Regions from separate parts of the Anas platyrhynchos genome. Here region 1 is linked to region 2. The links are chromatin contacts, called in public Hi-C maps. All regions are on one chromosome and are shown on one strand. The core of a region is the stretch at or near the end of the contact, and the rest is flanking DNA. Distances in the headings are between cores, read along the strand shown. Region 1 overlaps CDK8 (cyclin dependent kinase 8). Region 2 overlaps CDK8 (cyclin dependent kinase 8).

The links. A called contact is a pair of places that touch in the nucleus more often than the background predicts.
Region 1: a Hi-C map of skeletal muscle shows a contact between it and region 2, with 6 times the contacts expected there. The contact joins two enhancer-like sites. A contact is called at or near these places in 5 of 8 Hi-C or Micro-C datasets (F1 follicle, liver, skeletal muscle and 2 more).

The regions. Positions count from the first base shown.
Region 1 is chr1:186,214,425-186,217,787 of IASCAAS_PekinDuck_T2T, forward strand. All of the region lies in intron 1 of CDK8 (cyclin dependent kinase 8), which reads right to left. Among named protein-coding and RNA genes, the nearest start is that of CDK8, 6.0 kb to the right of the region's middle. Within about 2 kb of position 2,052, at least 3 of the 8 cell types and tissues checked have an H3K27ac peak or open chromatin away from gene starts, as enhancers often do.
Region 2 is chr1:186,157,319-186,160,952 of IASCAAS_PekinDuck_T2T, forward strand. All of the region lies in intron 9 of CDK8 (cyclin dependent kinase 8), which reads right to left. Among named protein-coding and RNA genes, the nearest start is that of WASF3, 49 kb to the left of the region's middle. Within about 2 kb of position 1,558, at least 1 of the 8 cell types and tissues checked has an H3K27ac peak or open chromatin away from gene starts, as enhancers often do.

The DNA.
Region 1 (3,363 bases), core at 802-3,301, 58 kb after region 2:
ATGCCCTCATGCCCTTCAAGTAGGTTTTCAAGACTGGAATTTGGGCTTGTGTGTGGCTTTGAGGGGTTATGGGAGAGGGAGGGGGTTGCCAGATGGCTATCCCATCATGTCTTTATACTTAGCCTACCATTACTGTAATTCTTCTCAACATTCATCATTTAATTTTTGATTTTTCAGAGAATATATTCTTACTGCCAAGGGCTTCCTGTGTTCTGTTGGGCCACGTCAGATACTTTAATTGCTGGCAGAGCATCTTGGTGAGCAATACACACCCCCTGAGAGCCACTAAGCTTCCAAAGCTGTCCCCAGGCAGCTTGCAACGTTTCACCTTTTCGGATCCTCCAGCTGTATCTTCCCATCACCATCCTCTTTCCAATAAAGAAATGCACGAAGTTAAGTGGTACTCCAGTGGCTTTCTTAACCTTGTTCATAATCAGCATCCTTCCAGGAGGAAAGCACAAAACGTGTCTGTCACAGCCCTCGGTGGCAATAGCTTGAATCTGCCCTCCCGTCATGCTGCAGGCCAAGCCGTGAGGTGGTTCTCCTGCTGCGTGTCCCCTGACCAGCTGTTTCATCACCCACCAGCCCAAAGTTTTTCTTGGTGTCTCTCTCCATCTGCCTAAATTAGTTTATCAAGCCATTCGTGACTATTTTCTGCTTTGCAGCCACTCTGGTCTCACACAGGCTGACGGAAATGCAGACCCAGTGCTATTTTCCCCCTTACATGTGTCTGGGATTCTACCCACATAGGTTTCAGTGTTGCAGTAGGTCCTTTTTTGTTTCTGAATTGAGCATTTGGTTATCTGACACTCATCTGGTAGTCATAAAAACCTCACCTGGAAGCTTACAGAGACCTGAATGAACCTAAAAGCACATTGCAGCGAGAGCACATTTCCTCATGAGGGGTTGTTTTGTTCAACCCTGCTCAAACAGGACTGACGTTCACTCAAAAAGCAAAGAGCTGGGACAGCAGACAGCTCAAATACAAAAAGTTAGATAAGATTTGAGTTACACATTTGCAGTCTCGCTGTGCTGGAGCCCGGCAGGCAGAGCTTTCTCCATTTCTCTTCCCATGCTCCGTACCTCGCACAGTAGCTCCGTGAGAACAACAGGGGTCACGAAACCTGATTTTCGGAGGCTTCACTGGGGGATTATCCAGTGTCTGTAATTGCAAGCACACCTGCAGCAAGGCTCCTCCCTCGCAGGACGAGGTCCTGGCTTTCCCAGGAACCACATCCAGGCCAGAAACACAAGGGGCAATCAGGGGATTGAGCGCAATCCAGAGCCCTTTGTAGGCCGAGCTCCCAGTTGCACACGGTATTCACACACAGTAATGAATTGAGGCTTTTTTTTTTTTTTACTGCAATTCTCAAGTGTCTTTTATTCAAATGTCAACATCTTGTACACAAGGTGTTAGAGGCACACAGAACGGAGCACTCCCAGAAAAACAGGCAGATTGTTCCAGTGACCTTTAGCTGTGTGCTTCCACGTTCGCAGAACACGCGCGGGTTTTTTTCCAAGCCCGACTTGAATTTTGGATGTTTAGGCTACCAGCTGTACTTGAGAAAAATCACTGTGTTCTCCTGAACGTTTTGTCCTTTAAAACAGATCTCTGCAGCTTTAATTCTGATTTGGAGACCTCCTCCTGCAAATCCTGAGGTAAGCACACCACGCTTCGCCATGCCACCACTTAGCAGTGAGGCTTTTATTCACAACAAAGACAAGGGTCTTCATGCTCCTGCCTCAGCATCATTACCTTATTTAAACAAACTTAGATAAAAATGTCTGTGTTGAACCTTGAAGGACATTTCTAAGGCTTAATTTAACAGAGGGAAGTGAACTGATTCACACCATCTACATCAAATCCGAGTCCACATCTCGGAGTACTTTATGATGTTACCAACCTGCTCCTCACTGTTTCCAACAGCCAGTTGTTGCACATCGACTCCACGCAGCAATCCTGAGCTCACTCAGTGTCAGAGTTAGGTTCTGAGCGAGGCTGCCGTACCGGGCCCCTTTGTGTGGTCGGGCTTGATCTTGATTTGAGAGCTGTGCTTTCCGCAGAGCCCTTATCACAGGCGCCAGCGACCACAAGCTGTGCTGCTTAAAACAAGCCGAGTCCTACAGGCGGATATTCAGCCACCCCGGGTCGCTCTTTTAGAACCTGTCCCGGCCAGAAAGGCTCCTGCAGATGCAAGAGAGGCACGAAAGGCTCACCACAGTCCCTTCAGTGTTATTAAGCTCGATCAGATGTCAGGAAACGCTTTCTCAGGGTCTGCTTTCAGCCTACTCACTACAGAACTGCTGCTACTCAGTGAATCACCTGCGCTGCGCTTACTTAAAATGCTTTGTTTTTGTTGTTGTTCCAGGGGTTTTTCCATAATTCCTGTTGGGCTGCTCAGAACCCAGCAGCTGGGATCGAGCTGCAGCATTTGTCTTCCCGCTCCCACAGCCAGATTCCTGACTCACCTCTCCCTCCCCATTCATTCCCTGAGGCAGAGCCTGAGATGTTGCTCTACAGGTAACTGACTGAAGGCTGTCCTAGGGGCTGAAGTCTCTTCATTTTTATTCCTGCCTTACAGCCTCCGTGGTAGAGCTCCTCAGATATCAGGTAATAAAGGTTCTCAGTTGTTTTGTTGTATTTATTTATTTTAACTTCTAAGAGTTTTAAAACATGGGAATCAAAGAAGAGCAAGAGCTAGAGCGAGCACGCCACCTCATCATTTCTCCAAGAGCGTCCTTCTCCAGGAACCTGCACCTCCTCCCTAACCAGCACCTTCAGCTATCCTCTATTCCCTCATAAGAAACCAAGCGCAGCAGTACATGGCCACATTATTTACATTTTGTATTGTTCTCATTTCTAATCCAGGAAAAAGCAGATACAGATCTGCTCTTCTGTAACCGCTCTCACACCCTCCTTGCCAATGGCTTCAGGTAGCAATGAAACATCCCCTGGAGGCTGCGCCAGCTCCACCTTTGCGTGGGTTCCCCAAATGAATCAGGACATTGGGGACAAGAAGGACTCAGGTTGCAGGCTGCTCAACTGACCTCAGAGCCCTGGAGCCACCTGCCAGGGAGAGAAGGGCAGGAAGCAGATGGGAAATGAGTTAGGTGAGCACTTCACAAGAAAAACTAAGGAGCCCGAGACACCGTGCAGCACAGCTTGCGTGTCTCATTATGCAGATAAGAGTTTAATTAGGAGCTTTCTAATGACTGTGGTAACGGATCCAGAAGAGATTTGGGGCACACACTTCACCAAGGTAACCTGGACACATCACGGAGGCACCACCAGCCTGCGGCACCCCCGAATTCTGTGCTGCTGCTCGTGGAGGCAGCAGCCAGGCGCTCGCGTGCCGGCCGCGG
Region 2 (3,634 bases), core at 308-2,807:
AGTTTAATAAGCTGCCTCCTCCATGAGTATATCAAGCCTGAGCTCTGGGGCAGTTTCACTATCAGTTTAGGAGTGAAACTCAGACTTTATCGTTGTAAAAACTGATGAATCAAGTATCAGCTACGTGAAAAAATATTTTCAAAAATTTTTTAAAAATGGCATGTTTCAGTGACAAAAAGCAGCACAAAAATCCTCAAGTAATATGCATACTTGAAAAGTTATTAAAAATAATAATCTGACCTAGCCAAAACAAAGTGAAGCATTTATATGGAAAGAGTTACAAACATAGCTGCTCAGATACGCAGCCTTTGAGAAATGCTTAGGATACATAGCCAGAAACTCACCTTCACTAATTTAAAATACCAGCAACAGACACGAAGTCTAAATTCAGCACATTAGAGATTGAAAGGTGGCTTTAAGAACAACCATTGTACTGGTTTCCTGTTCTACTCTCATTTTGCAATTACATTAACATTTTCAGAAGCTTGCTGGCCTTTAGACATCTGCCACTGACATTGCAAGAGTGATTTTCAATAATTTCAATAAAAAGCATATGAGAGAAGTCATGCTCTTTCCATGTGTTAAGATTTTTCTTTGGTTCAGGAATTGCAGACCAGAGAGATTTCTATTTAACTCCGGTACTGAATAGCAGTAATGCATTCTGAAATTGTCTGTTACTCAAAAGGATGGTGAACATGCATATCTGTCTCCCCACCCACCCAGTCATTTTGTGAAATACGGTTGTGCTGGACATGCAGGGTATATGGGCACAAGGAGCTGATCTTCAGATAATAACTGGAAAATAAAAATACAAATTCTTTGTTTCACCATGGAATGCAGCATCCAAGGCAAAACTACAGCCTGATGTATTGTCAAAGACAATGATATTTAAAAGAAATGCTACACTTTAAACCTATAACATTTTGTTTAAACAATGCATAGATCTAACCAGATGTGCAAAATATTACATATGCAAACAATCTATTTCACATTTGCTCTTCATACTTTGATGGAGGGGGAAAATAAATAAAAAATAAAATAAAAAAACACATTTTTGTAAATATCTAGTGTCACAATGTATGTCTGAGCTGGTCATTTCCTCTCACTAGTTACTAAGTGAGCATACAAAACCACCATACAGCTAGAGTTAGAAACTACACTTCCTCTCGTCAGCCTTCAGTTGTAATGATATGGTTAAGAATATAATAAATACGTATGAGTACCATCAATCCAGCTTTGTTTTTCACATAATTGACAAGGAGGCACAATAGGTATTTTCAACTCTGAGTCTGCATGCAGTCTTTGCAGAATGTCAGTTTGAGAGAACCAGAATGGCTCTCTCAAACAATTCTCTCAAAGCAATCCCAGGAGCCAGAAAAAAAGGAAAGAAATTAAAAAAAAAAAAAAAAAAAAAAAGAATTGCCAACATGCTGAAAAAAACATCACAAGCATAAATAACATTGCAAAATTCTGGCACTGTATCTAGCAATTGGGTTATAAAGCCCTTCATCACATACTGACATGATGTGAACAAACTTGGTCATAATCAGCAACAGAAAGCAGAAACCACAAAGAAAGGCTAAAGATTGTGCAACCGTTGTTATCACATGGGAGAGATCAAAACTATTTTGTCCCTTTGTTCAGGTGCCAGCAAAGAAGTGAATCTTTCGCTCGCTATTACAAATATTTTATAATAAGAACTGGTCAACTAAAAGATCACCTGACTGAACAACATAATAAAAACACAGTATGCTTTACACAACTTCGTGATGAGCAATAGGACAATACTATGAGCAACAGGACAATCATTGCAGTTTATACGGACCACTGTAATCAAATCTATGATAAAGTATCAAAAAAAATAACCAGGAACAACAGCTGGGTGCCTATTTTCTAGGGCACAAACATTTAAGTAGGAAAAAATAAACTAGGAAAAGATAAAGAGTGGAAAAAAGCTGAAAGCAGGAAGGAGCCAATGTTGCCTCATGTAACACCACTTCTGCATGTGATAAGGGATCATGTGCACTGAAGTCAGTAAAGAAAGAAGAACTCCAGTTTTTGTTGGGAAATAAAAACATTCCATTCTTGGTAACCACAACAATCCATGCATTTACCAGCCCTGGAATTATCAGTCTGGAGTATTTTACAATTGTAGGTGGATGCAAGAAAAATATGATTTTATCTGTGCTGATCCAGAAAGTAACATGGTTGCAAGACAGCTTGTGACACAGGAAGACCTTAGAGTATGTCTACAGGAACTGGTGCCAAGAGATTGACTGAATTACTTCAGGCTCTGATGGAGGGATGTAATTCATTCACCTGCAGTTCAGTTTAGCCTCAACGAGAGCATAAACCTATGATACCTTCCAGTTTTGACAGCCACTGAACAGCTGTGAGATGTTACCTCAGAAAGAGCAGGCTTTTCTAATGGGATCTGATTTCCAGGGTATTATTCCAACAGACAGCAGATAGCAGAAAACTTAGAGGATCCTATTAACCAGTGGGTGTTTTAAGACTGAATAGTAAGTTTCAGTCCAAAAGTTATCCAACCTGTATCAACAGCTGAAAGCTGACAGTATTAAACACCATGAAACGTGAGGGGTCTGCAGGGCTCCATTTTCGGGCCAGTTCTCTTCAATGTTTTCATAAATGACTTGGACGCAGGACTTTAAGGTACACTAAGTAAGTTTGCAGATAACACTGAATTGGGAGGAGCAGCTGACTCCATCGAGGTTAGAGAGGCCTTGAAGAGAGATCTTGACAAATTAAAGAGCTGGGTGATCGCCAATAGTATGAAGTTTAACAAGAAAAAGTGATGGATTCTGCACCTGGGAAGGGCAACCCTGGATATATGTACAGAATGGAGGGCTGAGAGGCTGGGGAGCAGCCTTACAGAAAGGGATCTGAGGGTGCTGGTCAATGGCAAGTTTAGTATGAGCCAGCACTGTGCCCTGGCAGCCCAAAGGGCTAACCTGAGGTGCATCAGGCACAGCACTACCAGACAGGCAAGGGAAGGGATTGTCCTTTGCGCTGTGTGGCCTCATCTCAAGCATCGTGTGCAGTTTTGGGTGCCACAATATAAGGAGGACATAAAACTATCAGACACTGCATAAAGGAGGGCTACAAAGATGGTTGTAGGGTCTGGAGTGGAAGACGTACAAGAAGGTCCCTTGGTTTGCTCAGCCCCGAGCAGAGCAGGCTGAGGGGAGGCCTCATGGCGGCCTGCAGCTCCCTCACGAGGGGAGCGGAGGGGCAGGCGCTGAGCTCTGCTCTCTGGGGACAGCGACAGGACCCGAGGGAACGGCATGGAGCTGGGACAGGGGAGGGTCAGGCTGGGGGTTAGGGAAACGGTCTGCACCCAGAGGGGGGTGAGGCACTGGGACAGGCTCCCCAGGGCAGTGGTTGGTCACGGCACTGAGATTTCTGGAGTTCAAGAAGTGCTTGGACAACACTCTCAGACACAGAGTCTAGGTTTTGGGTGGTCCTGTGTGGAGCCAGGAGTTGGACTTGATGATCTTTGTGAGTCCCTTACAACCCAGGATATAATACCTATCTGTACGGAGGCCACAGCCCAGTCTGCCACTAAGAACATTCCAGCCTCCTGCTCCAAACTGAAAAGAGCAGAGGGAGGCTG